Regions from separate parts of the Mus musculus genome. Here all the other regions are linked to region 1. Evidence: chromatin contacts called from public capture Hi-C and promoter capture Hi-C data. All regions are on one chromosome and are shown on one strand. Each heading gives the region's core, a stretch centred on a gene start, on an enhancer-like site or on the middle of the called end of the contact. The rest is flanking DNA. Distances are from core to core; before and after follow the strand shown. Region 1 holds the start of Plppr3 (phospholipid phosphatase related 3). Region 2 holds the start of Gna11 (guanine nucleotide binding protein, alpha 11). Region 3 holds the start of Gipc3 (GIPC PDZ domain containing family, member 3). Region 4 holds the start of Thop1 (thimet oligopeptidase 1).

Region 1 (5,122 bases), core at 867-3,366:
AAATAAGTATTTTAAAACCTTAAAAAATATATTAGAGGAAAACTTCCTTGGGGGGTGTGAACGGTTGGTTTGCACGTGCCTCAAGACCCCCGCACCACAAAGCAAGGTGGCCATAGTTGGGTGTGCAGGGTGAGGACACACAGACACTAGCAAGCTTTTAGCCCCATAAGAAAGCAATTGAGGAAAACACCCATCATTCCTCCTACATTCTGGCTCAACATACGCATCAGTGGGGGGGGGGGGGACGCGCTCCTAAGCACCTACACACAAATTCAAAAGGGATTTCAGATCTCAGCTCTGCATGGTGGTGTGTGCATGTCCAACACCTGGGAGGCGGAGACGGGAAAGCTGCTGAGATCCTGACCTGGATACATCTCAAACTCCAATCCAGCCCAGGCTGCAGAGTGAAATCTCAGATTGGGGTTGAGGACCTGGCTCAGCAGTAGAGCCCCTGCCTAGAATCCCCCAGGGAGGAGCTGGGGGCGTGGTCAGGGTAGAAACCCCTGCCTAGAATCCCCCAGTGAGGAACTGGGGGCACAGAATCCACCAGTAAAGGATGGAGGTGTGGTCAGGGTGGAGGCCCGCCTAGGATTCCCCAGTGAGTGGGGTGGGGGCGTGGTCAGGTGTAGACCTCAGGTCTAAGCTCCAGGTCCTGGATTCTGTAGCCAGCACTAAAGACATACATGAAAATCATTTTAAATTGAGTGAGGAAAAAAATAGCTGTAAAGCAAATTCTGGAAAGATTTCAAAGGATTCTGGTGAGAGTGGGTCTGAGGGGCTGGGCAGAGCCTTGGAGTGGGCTATAGTCACCCTTAAATGTCATGTTGGGACATAAGCATTCCCCCTAATGCTCTGTGGCTCACACAGGTCACCTGCTGAGGACAGAAGGCTGGGCTCCAGCCTGATCAGGGGCTTCTGAGACTCTGCCTGGCTCACAGCTTCTGCCATTCAAAGGAAACCGCAACCCTCCACACTTAGTATGCACCAAGTGAATGCATTTATTGTTTTCTATTTTTAGATGCTTTCAGCTCTCCACCACAGCTGTCTGGATTCACCGAGGGGTTGACGAGCTCTGGTGGAGATTGGGCGTGGGGCACACAGTCATGCCATTAGAAGAGTGCTTGAATTTAGACGCACCTCGGGTACTGCAGAGCCAAGTACCCAGCACCCACCCACCCTCACTAGTTGGGGCTTGTTCACCTCCAATGCCCCAATTTCCAGCACACACCCCCCCGCCCCCAATTGAGCTTCTCAACCCTGTCCTTAAAGGAACGCCCAGCATCCTAGCATTCCCCCATCTGTTCCCACATTCTAAAGGACCTTTCTGAGGCTTTGCAACTCCTACTCGACCTGTAAAACCCTGTGCCTTTGGAACCAGCCTCATCCCCATCTCAACTCCAGGTGGCCTGGTTCCGCGGTGCGGGTTCCTGTTCCTGCAGCATGAAGTGGACGGTCTCAGAAGCTCCCTGCCACGAAGATCTCTCACCGCGACCCCCACTCACCTCCACGAAATAAAAGCAAGGCAGGAGTGTCATGCTGTCCTTCGGCGTTTTATTCTTCTCCTTCATAGCAAGCATGGTGACGTTGGCGCTGTAGGCCGAGATTGCAGGGGGACAAAGGCAGGCTGGAGACTAGGAGCTGCGCAGATGGAGTCTCCAGGTGGGGAGATAAGGGTTAGCCAAGAGGGCTCGGGGAAACTGAGGCTGGAGCAGAGGGGGAACTTGGGGAAGGGAGAGGCCGGAGCCCCCGCGCGCGCACGCGGCTCGTTCACCTGGAGGGAGCAAGGAGGGCGGAGTCCCTTGCAAAGCGCGGACACAAAGCCAGGGTCCCCGCGTGGGAGGGACGCGAGGCCCGGGCGCGGTGTGCGGCGCGTGAGCTCTTTGTCTGCGCGCTCTGCAGCCCGCTCGGCCCCGCCCCAACCCCGCCCCCGGCTTGGGCGCCTCCGCCTCCCACTCTGCGGGTCTCAGGGTCTCTGGCCCTGCGCGGGGACCGCAATCTGGGTCTCGTCCCTGCCCCTTGCGCGTGCCTTCTGTGCGCCTTGCGCGAGCACGGTTGATCTCCGGGACCTAGGAGCGCGCGGCGCAGTGTGGGGAAGGCGAGATCCCGCGCCCCGCGCCTCCAGTTGCCTCCCTGCGTCTCACGGTCGCCGATTCCTCGGCCCCCACGCCTTCCGTGCCCGCGGCTCGCTGGAGTCCGTTTCCATGGTGAGGTCCCTGGGCGCCTGAGCAAAAGGAGACAAAGACACAGGGGTGGAGGGGCTGTCCTCTACCTTCTCTCCCCCTCGTCCCCGTCCCACCTCTCCTCTGTCCAACCACCAGGGCCACCTCACCCTCCTGACCCTGGGCAGTTGATGCCTTGAGGATAAAGGACTGTAATGTGCACTTATGCAGTGCTTGCTGTTTTCAAGGGTTTCCTCTCCACAGAGGCAGTCCTGTAAATGTACCCACTGGTTGACCCCACCCCATCCTGGATGGGACAAACTGAGGCCCTAAGATGTTAGATCGGAATAGTCACTATCTGCTGAGCACCTACTGTATACCAGGCCCTTAACAAACTCTTGTGACCCACTGGGAAGTGGGACTTAGGCTGACAGACCCTGCAACTCTCTGTTGAAAGCTGAGTGTAGTGGTACACGGCTGACGTCCCAGTATTCAAGAGGCTGAGTCTGGAGGATTGTTGTAAGTCCCAGCCCAGCCTGGCCTACACAGTGAGACTCTGTCTTAAAATCATTAAAAAGGGAGTGGTGTGGAGGCCAGAGCGATGTCTCAATCTGTAAAGCACTTGTGCTGCAGGCGTGAGGACCTGAGTTCGAATCCCTCTGCCCTGGGTACAGGAGGAAGGCAGGATCACCAGGACTCTCCAGCCACCATCTCACCTAAGCAGCAAGCAGCAAGCCAAGGAGAGACCCTGTCCCCAAAGGTCAGGTCAAGCTAGGGTTGGTCTCAGGGACCAAGAAGCCTGCTTGTGTTCCTCTCTCTTTCTGTGAGACTGGCGGGGGGATTCCATGGGGTCAGCCTGCATAGTGACACCCTCTTTCAAAAAAACCAAAAAGGGCCTTTGAAAGGACCCATGAGCACACAGAGGCTGTAGGGCTCACGTATAAACATGAGCACGCAGGACTGCAGGGCTCAAATATAAACACGAGCACGCAGGCACCGCAGGGCTCACGTATAAATATTATGGGTTTATTCTCACTGTCTCAATGCTTTCCCCAAACTGACTGCTGTGTTCCCAGACTCTACCTCAGCCTCATGTTTTCTGAGTTTCCTCATGGGAACAGCAAGCTCCCCAGGCCTGATGGCCATACAGAGACACCCAGCACAAAAGGAGCAGCAAAGAGGAGCTGGTGGTGTGTGTGCAGTTTTCAGTCACGTAAGGCAGGAGAATTGCTGTGAGTTTTGATATAACCTGCTCTATAGACTGAGATTGTGACTCAAAACAAAAAAAGAAATAAAAACAAAAACAGTGGGCCGAAGGTGGTGGCGCACGCCTTTAATCCCAGCACTCAGGAGGCAGAGGCAGGCGGATTTCTGAGTTCGAGGCCAGCCTGGTCTACAGAGTGAGAACCAGGACAGCCAGGGCTACACAGAGAAACCCTGTCTCGAAAAACCAACAAAACAAAACAAAACCCAACAAAACAAAACAAAAACAAAAAGAGTGTGGTGGTCCCAGCCTGTCTTTCCAGCACTCTGGGAGATGAGGCAGGATTACTGTAAGTTCCAGGCAAGCCTGGGCTACATAGTGAGTTCTAGGACAGCCAAAGACCAGCAATGCTACATAGTAAGACTCTGTCTCAAAAATAAATAAATATATAAATAAGGAATAAAGAATGTCCTGGGTGACTAGAGAGATGGTTTAGTGGATAGAGCTGTGGCCACTCTTACAGAGGACTCAGGTTCAACTGCCATTACCCACATGGGGCTCACTGTAACTCCAGCCCCAGGGAATCAGGTGCCCTCTTTTGTTCACAGTGTGCACCAGGCACACATGTAGTACGAGACACAGTGGCAGGCAAAAGACTTACACATATAAAATAAAATAAGTAAATCTAAAAATCAGACTAGGTATTGTAGCACAAACCTGTTGTGCCAGCTTAGGAAGCTGAGGCAGAAGGATTGTCATGAATTGCAAGCCAGCCTGGACTGCAGGTGAGTAAGACACTGTCTCAGAAGAACAGCAATGGCAGATAGAGCAGGTCACGTCACCCCTGTCGTCCTATCACTCGGGAAGTAGAGGCTGGAGGATTAAAAGTTCAGGGTAATCTTTGTCTATATAGGGTTCCAGGCCAGTCTAGATTACAGGTGACTGTTTATAAAAACATGCACAAGAGTTGGACGGTGGTGGCAACGCCCTTAGCCCCAGCACTCAGGAGGCAGAGGCAGTTAGATCTCTGAGTTTGAAGCCAGCCTGGGCTACACAGAGAGACCCCATGTTCCTGTCTCAAAAAAAAAAAAAATAAACAAATGACAGAGAAGAAGGTCAGAGTGGCTCATACAGGCCCAAGGTGTCACCATCCACCCGTGTCCAGGGGAAGGGGTGGATCAATCCTCAGGGAGCAGCTCTTGGCCACAGTTCCTGGGTAGCAGAGCCCAGGTAAGTCCCACACAGTCATGACACTTCAGGGGTCTGAGGGTACAGAAGCCCAAAAGGGGGGCAGAGAAACTTGGACAAGCCCTGAGCCTCAGTTTCCCTGTCAATAGTGGAGGAGCTTGCATGAACCCCTGGGAATTCTAGTGTTGAAAGAAGGCCTCTAACTGATGGTCCTGGGGAGAAAGAGGAAGCAGTGGCTTGCAGGGGACAGGTGGGGGAGGGGCACTCAGAGTCTTCCAGGGCGGGATCTCCATGTGCAGTTGGGGAAAGTGGACTCTTGCAGACACATGGCCTAGCTGAGGAGTTTGGCTGTCAGTCAGGCACTGAAGGATCATGGGTAGGTTCAGAGCAAGGGCAGGAGGCTGAGTTCATACTCTTCCTTGTAATTCCAACAGCCAAGAGGCTGAAAGAGGAGGTTCAAGGTCCTAATCCCAGCACTTGGGAGGCAGAAACAGGCAGATTTCTGAGTTTGAGGCCAACCTGGTCTACAGAGTGAGTTCCAGGTCATCCTCAGTTCCGTAGGGAATCTGGA
Region 2 (5,122 bases), core at 1,348-3,847, 1.7 Mb after region 1:
ACAGGAGGAGGATATAAAACCCACTCCCAGACTGTTTGCCACAGATGCACACCAGGTATGACGATGGCGGCTTCAAACCTGGGGAAAGAGGTCAGAGTCCTGCACACAGAGAGGAGCTCTTTCCAAAAGGACCACTCGGGGAATGGGGCAGGGGGACCCTGCCTGCTCCAGAGGGCAGGGCTCCAGAAGAGCAATCCCTGCCCTGCTTCCACCTCAGGCGGTAGGGCACAGGGTCTCCACCCTCCAGACAGCTGATGTAAAATCAGGGACAGCCAATCAATGAGGCAGCCTGCAGGAGGGTGGAGCAGGTCTCACCGAACCCCCACCCCCAATACCTGGGACAAAGAGACTGCTAGAGAACCAAGGTCATGGTCACCTCCTCCGGGAAGCCCTCACAGCAAGACCCTGAGCAGTGCCCAATGCTCACTCCCGTCCTCCCTTTACCCTTCTGCTCTTGTAAAGCAAATCCCAGACTCTACAACGGGCGCAGGACCCTTCTGTGGGAAGGGTGTGACTGCAGACACAGGTGCCCTGAGGGCACAGGTGGCAGTTAAGAACCAAATTGCCTTGGGTAGAGGCAAGGTGCTGTGTGCAGGTCAATGCAGAGTCCTTCAGCTGCTGGTCAGCTTAGCCAGGCCATAGCACAGAGGGCCAGGGAGCACTCCTGAATCCGAGGGGACTTCAAGGCCAGCTTTGGGGACAGGACAGAGCTGGGATGACACACTATTGGGCTCAGCCAACCAATGTCATCTTTACCTGGCAGCTGCTGACCCCCTGCAGAGGTGGGCTAGGGCCATACTGTGGCCCCCATATGACTACCCTGGGGCCACTGCTGTTTGCTCTGGGCTGCTCTGTCCTCTTCTTATCCCATCCTTCCTGGAAAGCTGCATAGAGCTTTGAGGGAATCCCACCATGCTGGAGAAAAGTAACCAAGGCTCCATGACCCTGAGAACCACACAGGCCACAGCAACAGAAGACAGCGTGTACTCCTACCTGACATCTCTCATGGGACAATTGGAGTATCACTGCCCTCCACCCCTCCTAGTCAAAGGCTCCCCACAGTCCTTTCCTCAGGTTCTCCAAGGCCACCCTTTGTCCTGGGTCCCCATTCTTGAACTGCATGTAGCTCATCTGGGATCTGGGAGGGGCAGGCAGAGCTCCCCAGTCTGTTTTGTAAACCCCCACAGGGCCCAGGCTACCCTGTCCTCATTTTGGGCTCTTATTTGGGGTGACAACAAGAGGACCTGGGCTCCCTGGCTCCCAGCAACAGGTGGGCCTTGAGGAGTCAGAACCCCAGGAAGTGACAGACACACATTGAGCTTCCCTGGGGTGGGTGGGGTGTGGAGAGGACAAGACTGGACCCCCAGGAGGCAGGACAGGGCCAGGGAGGCTGCAAGGCTGACTGCTGTCAACCTACTGGGTTCCGGCACAACAGAAGCCCAAAGAAGAAAAGCCACCCACTCCAATGTGGAGGAATTCAGAGGATCTATGGAAAAGAGAGGGAGACTGAGGAGTACCCACGAAAGCAACAAGCCAGAAGCAAAGCAGGACCATTTGGGTGTATAGTCCTTGGAGGTAGAGAGGAGGGTGCAACCCTTTGGGAACTGTCTTGGGGAGTCTGTAATCCAAAGGGGCATCATGAGAGCAAGACAGCTTACAGGGCTCACCGGAGGCTATGTGGGGACAATGGAAAGGAGAGAGCCTACTTGGTGCGGCAGGGCCAAGGGCCACCTCCGTGCAAGAATTCTCAGGAGCGACAGAAAGCAAGTCTCCCAGGGTCCTGGGGCCCAATGTGGCCAGCAGATGCAAAATCTCACCACAGATATCAGAGGCAGGAGGCTGACCCCGAATGAATCTAAGGCCTGGATAACAGAAAGGCTGGCCACAAAGGGTCGCACAGGCTGAGCCCAGGGGACCACACGGGAGAAGCTGGCCACCACAGGCCCAAGCCACCTGCACTGCTCAGGGTGCAGCGATCCCGGAAGGGCTGACCGCTGCAGGGCAGCGCTGACTAGTTGCCCCGAGGACATCCGAGGTGGCCCGACAGGCCGTGGGCAGCGGTCTGAAGGGGTCGCACCCGACTGTCACCGCGCGCTACTCGCCGGGGACCAGAGACCGCGGCGGCTGCAGCACCCTGCGCGCGCGGAGACCCCGGCAAGGCCCGGATGCCCCGTGCACCCACCCGGTCCCCGTGACAGAGGTCCCACGGCACGGGCACGCAGCTCACCAAGTAGCAGCAGCTTGAGCTCGCGCCGGGCGTCGCGCTTGTCCCGCCGCAGCTGTTTCTCGATCTCCGCGTTGATGCGCTTCGACTCCTTCACCTCGTCGCTCAGGCAACACGCCATCATGGACTCCAGAGTCATCGTCGCGGTCCTCCGGCTGCCGCCGGCCCGGCCCTACCTCTTCCCGGTTCCCCGAAGGCCACGGCCCGGCCCCAGAGGCGCGTCCACCGTCCGCGCCGTGCAGCGCAGCCGCCGCCGCCGCCGCTACCCGCAGCCGTCGCCACCGAGCGCCGGCGCCCGAGGACCTGAAGCGCTGCCACGGGCCCCGGGACGGGCAGGCGGCGCGGCCAATGGGAGGGGCCGCACGGCTGCGCGCGCGCGCGCGCCGCAGGGACAGGACTTTAGGATCGCCTGGGGGCGGGGCCTCGCCGCTCGGGGGCGGGGTCTGGAGGGCGCAGCGCAAGCGCGCGTGGGGTTGCGTCGACGTGGGAAGGGGTTGAACGGTTCGCGGCTGGGCGCGGACGCCGAGGATTGTGGGAATGGGGAGGACTCGGAAGCCCGAGCTCGGTTCCTTTCGGGAGGCGAAGCGAGGCTCGGCTCGGGGAGGCGCCGCTCGGCTACACTCGGCTCCTCTCGGCTCGGGCAGGCGCCGCTCGGCTGCGCTCGGCTTCTCTCGGCTCCCCGAGGCTGTGCTGAGAGCGCCAAGAGAGAGGCTGCAGTTCTCTGGAGCGAGGCCGTCACCGCCTGCGGATGTGAGAAAACGCCCTGACCGGCTCGCTCATCCATTCCTAAGCAGGCCTATCGTGTGCCAGGCAGAAATTCATGCCCTACTGTGTACAGTACATTCATGCAGCACTCGTTAAATACCACACAGGTCACAAGTATGAACACAATGCTTGCTGTAGAGTATACACTGATGCGGCAGCCTGTGGTAGCTCAGGCATTAATATCACATCTACTGTATACCAAGCCTTAAGGAAACACGCATATGTAACTGCCACATTCAATATAGGGTATACAAACCAAGTGTTTTTCACATATACAACGTATGCCAAATATGAATGCTGTGCCTGCCGTATACCACATATTGTATATAGCTCCTACTGTGTACTATGTGCTGATGCAGCACAGTACCTCCTATTAATATGCTGCCTGATTTCATATATATATGTGTGTGTATATATATATATATACATATATACATATGTCATATATGTGTGTATATGTACATATGTGTGTATATATACATACACATATATGTATATATGTATATGTGTGTATATATATACACACGCACACACACACACACATACATACATATATACTGTCAACCAGGCTTACTGGCAGGTGAAGAATAAGCATTATTAACAGTCTGCCTGCTGTATACCAAGCACCAATTTACGCTGTTGTTGTGCATGTGAACGCCCATGAATGTGGTTTGCATGTGCTGGAGTGGAACCCACCCCACCCCCGCCCCCCGCATGTACCAGGCAGGTAAGTTCCCTGTTGGTGGGTCAATCTGAGTCCCCCAAGTGTAAACTAACTCACAAACCTGAGAAGTGTTTTCTACCTTCCAGAAAGAGGCATGCGTACCCAGTCAGCACTCAATCAGGGCATGTGTCAATAATAAGAGACTACAAAGAACTTGAAAGTCAGGCCTGTGCTGCATGCGTTCCTGTCCCAGTCCCTGCCTGATTGCCCAGCCTTGAGATAAGACGGCAAGGGGAGGGTCAAAGTCTTCATTTACTAGCTGATTGGGGTTGTGGGGAGATTATTCCTCTGAAACTCTCCTATCAGGGCCTCTGTCCCCACCCCAGGAGTTCATGGCCCAGACAAGGGGCTCCCGGGTGGCCCAATGTGGTCAAAGTTCCTCTTGCAGCTCATAGGCGCAACCCCTTGAGCCTTGACCATCCCAGTGCTGGAATGACAGGCATATGCCATGATGCCTGTTCACATTTATCTTTGTGTGCATACATAGTTTCCTTTTCTTAAAATAATTTAATCTTATTTTACATGCACTGATGTTTTCCTTGCCTGTGAGGGTGTCACATCTCTGGAGCTGGAGTTACAGGTGGCTGTGAACCCCCAGTGGATACTGGGAACCAAACCTGGGTCCTCTGCAGGAACAGCAAGTACGGTACCACTGGGCCATACTACCCTCCAGCCCCTGTGAGCTGTTCTGTTTGGATTCATGGGTTAGGGATCATCACCTGGTAAATTGTCGGCAAAAAAGGGTTCCAAGCAGCCAGGCCTTGGCGCACGCCTTTAATTCCAGCACCTTGGAGGCAGAGGCAGTTGGATCTCTCGTGAGGTTCAAGGTGGTCTGGTCTACAGAGTGAGTTTCAGGACAGCCAGGGGCACACAGAGAAACCCTGTCAAAAGGGGCAGCAGGGTGGAGCTGAGGGGAGTACTCCGCTCCTAAGAGGACTTTCTAGGCAAGCATGAGGACCTGAGTTCAAACACAACACCCACTGATGGCTGCACACACCGGTGACCCCACCTCATCCCCACACTGAGGTGGAGACAGATAAATCCAGGTACTCATGGCCTAGCAGACTGGCGCAGGGCAAAGAGGCAGAGGGCCATGGTGGAGGATACCCAATGGCCAGTGTGCGTCCACGGGGGTGAGCACACCCAAGGCCATGTGCAGGTACCACCGAGGAAGGACAGACTGAGGCTCTGTAAACCAGACTGGCCCGGACTGCAGCTTCCTCCTGCCTCACCCAGTTTGGGGTTGGTGATTCCTGTGCTCCGAACTGACCCAGGATAACTCTTGTTCTCAATGACGGTGACACCCATGGTGGCTCAGGTCTCTTTTTTTCTTCTCCAACATAATTTTTCTTATTATTTGGGGAGTTCATATCATGAACCCTGATCATACTCACTTCCCAACCCTCCCA
Region 3 (5,122 bases), core at 789-3,288, 1.5 Mb after region 1:
CACGCACACAGCCTCAATCCGGTTGATAATGCTGCCTTCCTTGATTCTCTATGGGAAATGACAATCACTCGTGACTAGTCTGCCCGGGGCCACCCTCCCTGGGGTCCCCAGAGTCTTCTTAGGACTCGACAAGGCCATTGATCACCCAGTTCACACACACCCACAGGCACCTTGATGAAGGCGTATCCGGCTCCGTTGTCTGTGATGGTCAGTCCTAGAGCATCCTCCGTTTTGGTGACCTCCACTTCTTTGGTCTCTCCACGCACATGTGCAAAGATGAAGTCTTCCAGCCCAATCTGTCCCCCCAGCAACTTTTGCATGTCCACTTTGTGACTGTTGAGGGTGCAGAATAGGATCTGTTCGGATAAGAGAGGGACCCAGATTGAGCCATGGACAAAAGTCGATTCTGTGCACATCCTTCTGCGGGCGCCCCCTGGAGGCCAGATGCACCCGTGGCCCGCAGGAAACAGCAGCTGCCCCCAGCCTCTAACTGCTCACCGGTGACCAAGTGGGCTGGCAAGACTGTGGGTGTGCTTTAGGTCTGTCTGTTCCTAAGCAGGAACTTAGGAAGCTGAGGCAGAAGGATGACTGAGAGTCTCAGGCTTCCCAAAAATAAAAAATAAAAAAGCCAAGCATCCTGAATCGGGAGTGTAAGCCCAGAAGTCGGGAAGCCAAGGCAAGGGAAATGCTGGAAGTTAGAAGCCAGCTTGGGTTACAGAATGAATTTCAGGCCAGCCTGAGCTACAAAGCGAAATATTATCTTAATTAGACGAACAAGCAATGGAATGAAAACGGACAAGAGGGCTAGAGCTCAGCGGTTAAGAGCACCATCTGCTTTTCTGAAGGTCCTGAGTTCAAATCCCAGCAACCACATGGTGGCTCACAACCATCTGTAACAAGATCTGATGCCCTCTTCTAAAGTGTCTGAGACAGCTACACAGTGTCCTTACGTATAATAAATAACTAAATCTTTAAAAAAAGAAAAGAAAAGAAAATGGACAAGAAGGCTGGAGTCAGGAGGGAGGGAGGGAGTGGGAGGGGCTTGTGGCCAGTCTGCCAAGTCCTGAACCTGTTTGATTCTCAAGGGCTGCATGTGGAAGGAGAGTACTAACCCCTTGCAAACTGTTGCCCAACCTCCACCGTGGTGCCCACTCTGGTGCCCCTACATATAATAAATCAAACCCACACTAAGTGGGTGGCCCACACCTTTAATCCCAGCTCTCTAGAGGCTGCAGCAGGTAGATTTCTGTGAATTTGAAATCAGACTGGTCTACAGAGCTAGTTCCAGACCGGCCAGGGCTACATGATGAGACTGCCTGTCTTAGAAAAACAAAATTAAAAGAAAGAAAACAAACAACTGAAAGGGAATAGTAGAAATAATTGAGTTGAAAAAAATTAAAAGTGATTTTATTTTATATAAGGCCTCATGTAGCTCAGGCTGACCCTCTAGTTTCCTATGTATCTGAGGATGACCAGCTTAACTCTCAATCCTCCTGCCTCCACCTTCCCAGAATCGGAATAACAGACTTTACATCACTACACCTGCTTTATCCTGTGTCGGGGATGGAAACTGGCTTTCCAAACCCTAGGTGACTGCTCTACCCACTGAGCTGATTGCCACCCATTAGCCATTCATGGGCTCCTGACACCTGGGTCGGGTCCTCGGCGGCTATGGGAACCCCACTCCCAGGGTCTGATCCTGTCTTTCGCGTGGAGTGCAGACAGGATCCTGGGTGGTGTCCGCGGTCCACCCTCACCTCGGTAGGAGCGATGCCGAAGGCCTCGGCGATCTTGGCGTAAAGCTCGCGGACATTGGTGAAGCCCTCGATCCTGCCGGTCGGACTGCCGTGCGCCAGCTGCGTGCGGAACACTAGGCGCGGGCGCGCGCGGGCGGGGGGCTCGGTGGCCCCGGGCTCGCGGGGCGCAGCACTGTCCATGGTGCGTGGGGTCCGCCGCGTCCTGAGCCTCCCGCCGGAGGTCCCGCGACAGCGGAGCCGGGCGTAAGCGGATCCGGGAACCCGAGCCGCCCGGGGGAAGGTGAAACCGCCCGCCGGGGCCAGCCGCGCCCTCCCCCGGGACTCGCGAACAACAGGGGGAGGCCCCGGGCTGTGGGTGCTGCGTCCAGTCTTGGCCTCCCGGGGAGCCCCGCCCGTCCTCCCCTTCTCCCTCCTCCGCTCCGCACACAGCCCACCGTCCATGTCAGCGGTCTTCCCGCAGCCCCCGACCCTGTCTGTGAACTCCGTGCCTTGTCCCTCTGTCTATCTGGCCTCGCGTGCCTCCTTCCTTGCCCTACCTCAGGGTCCACCCTGCCTCAGGGCTCTTGCACAAGCTGGGCTCTCCTCTGGGGCTCAGTCCCCAGAGCTCCCAGTGAGTTCCTGCTCACCTGTTTATTTTAAAGACCACCTGCGGCCCCTACCTCCAAATCTCTCCCTTAATAATTTTTGTTTTGTTTTTGAGACAGAATCTCATGTAGCCCAGGTTGGCCTGGAACTCACTATGTACCCAAGGGTGACCCTAACCTCCTCCTGATCCTCTGGCGTCAGACTCCCCAATGATGGAATTAAAGTTGTGTGCACTACCCCTGGAAAAATAATTGTCGATAGCCAGGCAGTGAGAGTGCACACCTTTAGTCCAAGCACTGGGAAGGTAGAGGCAGGTGGCTCTCTGAGTTCAAGGCTAGCCTGGTCTACAGAGCGAGTTCCAGGACAGCTAGGGCTATACAGAGAATCCTCTCTCAACTCAGCCCACTCTCCTGGCAAAAAGAATTTTTGTTAAGAAATGAAGACCAGGGCTGGAGAGATGGCCCAGCGGTTAAGAGCACTGACTGCTCTTCCAGAGGTCCTGAGTTCAATTCCCAGCAATCGCATGGTGGCTCACAACCATCTGTAATGAGATCTGACGCCCTCTTCTGGTGTGTTTCTCTGAAGAGAGCAACAGTGTACTCACATATGTAAAATAAATAAATAAATAAATAAATAAATAAATAAATCTAGAAAGAAAGAAAGAAAGAAAGAAAGAAAGAAAGAAAGAAAGAAAGAAAGAAAGAAAGAAAGAAAGAAAGAAAGGAAGGAAGGATGACCAAACCACTATAAAATGCTACTTTTTCAGGGATCCCCAGGTATGTGGTGGGTGAAGTGGGGTGTGCAGGGGTCAATGAACATCTGAGGCTGTTTGTGTCTTCTAGATTCCCACGACAGAGTGTCACAACGTAGGTGACTTAAAAGAGGACCAACAACGGAAACTGGAGGGATGGTTCAGTGGTTAAAAGCACTGGCCAGTAACTCACCTCCAACTATAATTGGATCTGATGCCCTCTTCTGGCATGCAGGTGTACATACAGAGAGAGTATTCAGAGAGAGAGAGAGATCTGGGCATAAGGACACCCCTACCTGGGGACGTGGAGGATCAAGGTCATCCTTGACACACAGTGAATTCCAGGCTAGCCTTGGCTACATGAGACATTGTCACAAAACAAAACTCAGATGAACTTAATCCTTCCTCAGTTGATAAGTGGAGGTGCTCCCCTCTCTCCCGGGGCTGTGGGAGGCTGTCTTCGACTCTGGCAGTCCTTGACTGGCCTTGGCCCACAGGCCTGTTGTGCAGTTTCTGCCTCTGTTGTCACTAAGCCCGCTCCTAGGCCTGTGTTAACTTTCCTGTTCTCAAAATGATACTCGCTGCTGGCATAGTGCCCACTCTACCCCAACATGACCTCACTCAAGTTAATCTCACTGTTTTCCTCCTGATTCCCAATAAGGCCATGCCTGGGGGTTCTGGGGTGAGGACAGGAGCACATTTGGGGGGATACAATTCCTTGGCACAGCATATGTGTGCTGGATTGGGAAGTTTTACAAGATATTCTATCTCATTAATTAAACAGAGTCCCTTGGCAGGGCTCTTCAAGTTTGAGCCAGAGGTATCTTCCACAGTTATCTGCCACATCCCACAGCTCCTGCCCTGGGGCAGGGCAGGGGTGGGGGGAGGTCGATGTGGATGGTCAAACAGGAAGCAGACAGGCACAGACTGCCACGCCAGAGTGACTTACCACAGCCTGGGGCACATGGAATATTACTCAGCCGTGAAGAGGACATGCCCCATAGTGTCAGTGATGCTCACTGAGAGAAGCAGGCATAAAAAGCCACACTGTACAACCTCCATGGTGGAAAATGTCCAAGAATGTGGAGTGAGTGGTGGGTGTAAGAGGGCCGGAGACCAGGCACAGAGAAGGTTCATGCTGTCAGGGTTTCCTCTGAAGAATGTTCTAGAACTAGATGGTGCTAATGGCTGGAGAACTCTGTGGTGTTGTTTTGTTTGTTTGTTTTGAGACAGGGTTTCTGGGTAGTCCTGGCTGTCCTGGAATTCACTCTGTAGACCAGACTGGCCTCGAATTCATGCAGATCCTCCTGCCTCTGCCTGAGTGTTGGCTGGGACTAAAGGCTTGGCCAACACCCAGCTAAAGCAGTAAATTTCTGAGGTGGACTGAAGTCCAGTCTGGGGACTCGGTTGGGTGAACTGAATGTCCAGCCTGGCCCTGAACCCACAGAAGACCCTCAAAACCAACAGGGTGATGGGGAACTCCAGCCCAACTCTGCCTCAGTTTCCCCACCTGATAACCGTGTAGTGAAGGTCCTGAGATCCTCTACCAGAGGTAGGAGGGCAGACCAAACCACCACAGCAGGAGAATCATAAACAGGCTGGGCCCACTCCCCCAAAGCCACAAATATTAACTTGAGTGAAAACCCATTTGTTTTTATTCAACACTTATTTAAAAGTCCAGATTGAGTGATGAAAGGCGCAGGGGAAGGGGCTGTCGGACTGCCCCACCCCTACCCCGGCTCTGCCAGGTTAGCCAGCGCCTGCGCAGCAGGTCCCCTGGCTGTATGGTGAGCGACCTGGGGTCCTCCTGCTCAGCACCAGGGGTGGGGGTGGGGTATCCGAGTCCAGCGGCCTTGGCTCCTCTGTTCCTGACCCACTGTAGTGTGACCCTCCCTGTGAGGCAGGCAGGTCTCCCGGTCTCTGCAACCTGGGATGGGGTTCGAAGCTAAAGGGATGCGGTTGAGATTTCATTTGAGGGGGGCCTGGAGACCCCAAGGTGTAGCTTCTTTCTGGGCGGGTGGGGAGGGGC
Region 4 (5,122 bases), core at 1,188-3,687, 1.2 Mb after region 1:
CGAGATTGAGGTCCAGTGCCTTCCTCATTCATTTCCACCTTGGATCTCAAGCCAAAATCTCCCATTAAAGCAAGAGCCTGCAGATTCTGCTGGTCTAGCCTGGGCACTTGCTCCTTCAGAACTCTCCTGTCTCCTCCTGCTGCCAGCTTTTTTGGGTACTGGGGGTTCAAACTTCCCAACACGGTGAGTGCTTTGCCTGCAGATACATCTTCCGGGGCAGGGGAGTTGTTTTGGGGCAGGGTGGTGGTGGGTGTAGGCACGCACCATTGATGACCAGTGTCAACTGTCTCTTTGGTTGGATCTAGAACCACAGGGAAGATGGCTTCTTTGATTGCCTGTGGGGAATTTTTTTTTTTGAGACAGGGTTTCTCTGTGTAGCCCTCACTGCCCTGGAACTCACTTTGTAGACCAGGCTGGCCTCAAACTCAGAAATCTGCCTGCCTCTGCCTCCCAAGTGCTGGGATAAAAGGCATGCGTCACTACTGCCCGGCGTAGGGGGATTATCTTGATTATGTCAGTCAAATGAGCCAGGAAGGCCCTCAGTCTTGACTCTGGAGAGGCCATTTCCTGGGCAGATCCTAGACTGAGTAATTTCGAGCAGATTTCTGGACCTTGGACCAGGAGTGACTATTGCTTCTCCCTACAGGAACTGTACTTTGAGATGCGTGTTAAAATAAATGCTGTCTCTCCACTATCCTATGTTTTAAAAGTTGCTTATGTGCTTGTGTGCATACACTTAAATGTATGTGTGTGCACCATATGTACACAGCACCTGCTGTGGCCAGAAGAGGACATGGGGTCCCCTGGAGGTGTGAGCGGCCCTGTGGTGTGGGGATCTGAAGTCCAGTCTTCTGGACTTGTGCTATTACTGTCGATGTTTCTGCTCAGATGGAAGGGCACACGGAGACACGGAGCTCAGGAACCACGCAGGGAGCCCTCTCAGCAGAGGTGTTGCAGTTCCCAGGGGAGGATATCCCCGGCTGAGCTGAGGAGCTCAGGAGCCTTGTTTCCCCGCACCCCGCTCTCCCACCCCCCACCCTCTCTTCACCTCGCTTCTTCTTGGCTCTTCCGATGAGAAAGTCACACCAAGCAGAAAATCTCATGTAAGAGATTTATTGGTGGGTTCAGGGTGTGGAGAGATGAATCTTCCCTCTTCTCCTGGGAGTAAAACATTAGGGAATTAGACAAAGGGCGGGGCTTACATAGAATTTCTTAGGAGGCAGGGCTTTTCAGGGCAGAGATTTCCAGATTAACGATTGGTGGAATTTCAAGTCCTGAGCTTGAGGAGCTCAGGGATTGGTGGGTTTTCCTGTTCGGGGATTGGTGACTTTTTTCCCCCTCACCCTCTTTACCCTGCATCAGGCCCATGGGTTAGTGTGAAAGTCCTTCCAGGCCACAGCCAACTTTTGCTGAGGCGCCATCTCTGTGAGGCTGCTCAAGGAGGCTGGAGATGAGGTCCTATCACTGTGGGACAGTTCCTGTAGGACAGCTCCTGCAGGGGTGTTCTTGAGGGGCAACCTCTGTTGTGTTGGGAAAGGTGATACACTACTGTAGACAGTTCTTGTGACAGCTCCAGGCTGAGGAGATGTCATGGTGCCAACATTTTAACAGGAGCCGCCAACAGCTCCTAGGAGGCATCTTAACGTGCCACAGGCTGGTGCAGGAAGGAGGGGCCAGCCCTGGCTTTTGCAGTACACCGATTATCAACTACACTTGACCACAGAGCCATCTCTCATGTTTTTTCAGACAAGGTATATAGTCCAGGCTACTCCTGCAGGTTGCAGGTTGGGTCAGTTTTGTTTTACTTGGACTGAAATTGCAGGTATAAGTCAGCACACTCAGCTTACAAAAACAAAACAAACAAGCAAAAACCCGTGGCGGTTCTCACTTGCATTCCCAGAACCCAGGAAGCTGGGGCAGGAGGATTGCTACGAATTTGAGGCCTGTCAGCAAATTCAGACCAGCCTGGGCTACATGAAACTTTGTGTCAAAAAAAGGAAGGAAAGAAGGAAGAGAAGGTTGGAGGGAGGGAGAGAGAGAGAGAGAGAGAGAGAGGGAGGGAAGCCAGGCATGCTGGAGCACTCTGGTCATCTCAGAACTCAGAAGGTGGAGTCATGAGGAACTGGCTGAAGAACAAAAAGAAATGAATTGAACGAACAGACCAAGCACAAACGCACACAGCCTGTATAGAGTGAAATCCTCACAGAAAAGGCAAGGCAGAGAGGGTGTTAGGTTTCCATGGAAACAGCATCCTGGCGTTCCGAGGGTGCGTAAGGCTCCGCCTCACTCACCTATGACAGCCAATTGCGGGCTCCACTGTGTTCAGCGCATGCGCAAAATCGCACCACTGACAGGGCAAGCTCGGGATAATGTGGGCGGAACCGCGATGCACCGGCGCCAGACTGGTTGTTCCTGCGCATGCACACTCGCGTTGACCAGCTGCCTTCGCGCGCACGCGCCTTCCTAGCGTGCTCGGAGCTCGCGGGCGGCGGGCGCCTCAGTCTGAGAGCCACAGCAGAGGAACTGGCTCAGGTGAGGCGAGCTCCGAGGAGATCCGGACCGCACAGGCGTGAGGACCAGAGGAGGGCCGTCGCCGCCTCGCGCGCAGCCGACCGCCATGAAGCCCCCCGCAGGTACCGGTCGCCCCTCGCCCAGGCCCTCCCTTTCTCTCCTCCTTCGGGCAGATGGAACCTTTGGGATTCCCGACCCTGACCCCTTCGTCTGCAAAATGAATGAACTAACTTTCCCATGACTTCAACCTCTTGATAAACTGAATTTTAAAAGAATACTTTTCTCATGCTCCCTGCTATTCTAACTAGGGTAAGATGGACTGCCAACGGGGCGATGAGCAAAACCCACACATGGTGTAAAAGGCTCTAGTTCCTGGAAGGCTGCTGGAGACGGTGGCCTGGGAACCTCGGTGCCAGGACAGTGTGCTATCTAGCATCTAGAGAGGACCTAGTAATACTTCCAACTAGGTTCTTTTGTATTTTTAGGATTTGTTATTTTTAACTATTGTTTGTACGTCTGTGTGTGAGTACCTGCACATGTGTGTAGTATTCATGATGGCTAGAAAAATGTGGCCCATCCTCTGCTCCTGGAGTCAGTTACAGGTGGTTGAGAGCTAGCTGCCTTTCAGGGGTGCTGGGAACCAAACGCAGCAAGCACGCTTGATCACAGAGCTCCCTCTCCAGCCTCTTGAGTCAGCAACACAGGGGCTTAGGCTATGGTCACCCCACTTTGGCAGGGCTGGTTGGGAGACCCATCTTTCTCTTGCCAGGTCTGCTGTGTATGTGTGTGGGGCATCCCATATGGTGGAGCTACCAGGCAGGGATTCCCGTCAGTTGTAGACATGACTGTGACCCAAAAAGATGAAGACTTGTTTGGATTTTTTTTTAAACATTATTTAGTGTGCTTGTGGAGGTCAGAGGACAGCTTGCGGGAATCAGTTCTCTCCTTCCACCTAGTCAGTTGTGGGGATTGAACCTAGATCGTCTGCGTTGGCAGCAATCACCTCCAGCTGCTTAGTCATCTTGGGTCCCCTGGACTTGCTTAATCCAGAGAAGGAAACAGAGCCAGTGCCAGCCTCTCTTCCCAAGTGTGGGAGACCGAGACTAGGAGGATCCCACCTCCAGAAATTGCAAGGGTAGCCTGGACAATCTGGCAAGATCCTATCTTAACCCATGAACAGAGGACTAGGGAAACAGCCCAAAGGGCCCTGTGTGTGACCTTCCTGTATCTGAGAGCGGCCTTGGGGGGGGGGGGTGGCGTCTGGAGCTCACACCCATACATTTTCTCATGCCTGCAGATAATCCCCCCAGTCATGATCAGGATCATGGGAACAGGAATAATTGGAATTACTTGCACCTCAGGAACTTGAGGTGCCCTGAAATGGAGGCAGTAATCCAGATGTTTGCAGAAAGATGCTGCAATCCTAGTTCTCCAGATCTTTGCACTCTGTGTTCTCATGGCTGGCTCTGCCCCTACTTGTAATACAAAGCCCTTCGTTTCGCATGTGCGCGTGTCTGTGTGGGGAGGGGGTATCTTCCTCAGTGGCTGCCCATCCTCCTTATTTTTGCTTTTCTCTGTGTAGCCCTGGCTGTCCTGGAGCTCACTCTGCAGACCAGGCTGGCCTTGAACTCACAGAGATTCTCCTGCCTCTGCCTCCCAGTACTGGGGTTAAAGGTGTGCACCACCATCACCCAACCATGGCTTTTCATTTGAGACAGCATCCCGTGTACCCCAGGTTGGCCTCATACTTAATACGTGTGGCTGTGGGTGACCCTGAACTCTTTCTCCTCCTCCCCGCTCAGTTTCCTAAGTGCTAGGATGGTAGGCAGCCCCACCACGCCTGATTTGTATGCTGTGGTGATGGAATGAGAGCACCATGCATACTAGGCACGTGTGCTGCCCACTGAGCCACAGCTTCAGTCCGAATTTTTGTTTTCTTTGGCTTGAACGTGCTTGCCCTGTGTTCTCCATTTAGACCACAAATGTGAAATCCTCTTGCTCTGGCCTCCTGAGCACTGAAAACAAGCTCCCATTACTCCTATTCAGTCCATGTCCTGGTGGCAGCCCCTTTTCTTTTCCTTGCCAGCCCATCTTCAGGGCCTGCGTTGATGTCTGCTAAAGGCTTGAGAGCACTATGAAAGTCTGCTCTCTCTGTGGGGATGAGCTGTCCCACCCTCATTCTACATGGCTGTCAATTATACAGCCATTCTGCATGGGACGAGGAGCGAGATGGCCCTGCCTGGCTGCCTTGCATGCCAGTGTCGAACAAGTGTTGCTGGGGCTGTGGGATCAGTGCCAGCAGCTGCTAGTGCCACTGCACCTGTCCGTGAGCTGCTCCCATCCTGGTTATCCCAGAATGTCGCTTGCCGGTCCGGCTTCCACACCTGCCTTTGTCAGTGAGGCCCGATATGGGCAGAAATGGCTTTAATTATAGCTTGGCAGCACCAGGGATGTAGAGGGCCACACCTAGATACATGACATACTGCTGAATGACTTGGAAGTAAGAAGGCAGACTGATGGAGCCCTTGGGCTGGCCTCTCCCAGTGAGTGGTTCTGGATTCTCCTTTTTATGCGAAGTTAAGAGACCTTGTAAGGGTGGAGCTGTCTGGAA

What was found. Capture Hi-C pulls out chosen DNA fragments and counts their contacts.
Region 2: a promoter capture Hi-C map of liver shows a contact between it and region 1, with 4 times the contacts expected there. The contact joins the promoter of Gna11 here to the promoter of Plppr3 in region 1. A contact is called at or near these places in 1 of 39 promoter capture datasets (liver), 1 of 115 datasets of contacts at active chromatin or transcription factors (pancreatic cancer cells) and 1 of 9 other capture datasets (liver).
Region 3: a contact with region 1 is called in a capture Hi-C map of macrophages, with 4 times the contacts expected there. The contact joins the promoter of Gipc3 here to the promoter of Plppr3 in region 1. A contact is called at or near these places in 1 of 39 promoter capture datasets (cranial neural crest), 2 of 115 datasets of contacts at active chromatin or transcription factors (bone marrow-derived dendritic cells and embryonic forebrain) and 3 of 9 other capture datasets (adipose tissue, liver and macrophages).
Region 4: a contact with region 1 is called in a promoter capture Hi-C map of liver, with 2.6 times the contacts expected there. The contact joins the promoter of Thop1 here to the promoter of Plppr3 in region 1.

The regions. Positions count from the first base shown.
Region 1 is chr10:79,872,518-79,877,639 of GRCm38.p6, forward strand. It overlaps Plppr3 (phospholipid phosphatase related 3), which reads right to left and starts at 2,117. Exons shown (of 7, transcript NM_181681.2): 1 at 1,503-2,117. The coding sequence starts at 1,577.
Region 2 is chr10:81,542,565-81,547,686 of GRCm38.p6, forward strand. Gna11 (guanine nucleotide binding protein, alpha 11) reads right to left here and starts at 2,598. Exons shown (of 7, transcript NM_010301.4): 1 at 2,228-2,598. The coding sequence starts at 2,363.
Region 3 is chr10:81,341,321-81,346,442 of GRCm38.p6, forward strand. Gipc3 (GIPC PDZ domain containing family, member 3) reads right to left here and starts at 2,039. Exons shown (of 6, transcript NM_148951.2): 1 at 1,758-2,039; 2 at 171-356; 3 at 1-48. The coding sequence starts at 1,937. It overlaps Hmg20b (high mobility group 20B), which reads right to left. Exons shown (of 9, transcript NM_010440.3): 9 at 4,726-5,122.
Region 4 is chr10:81,067,646-81,072,767 of GRCm38.p6, forward strand. Thop1 (thimet oligopeptidase 1) reads left to right here and starts at 2,438. Exons shown (of 13, transcript NM_022653.4): 1 at 2,438-2,633. The coding sequence starts at 2,618.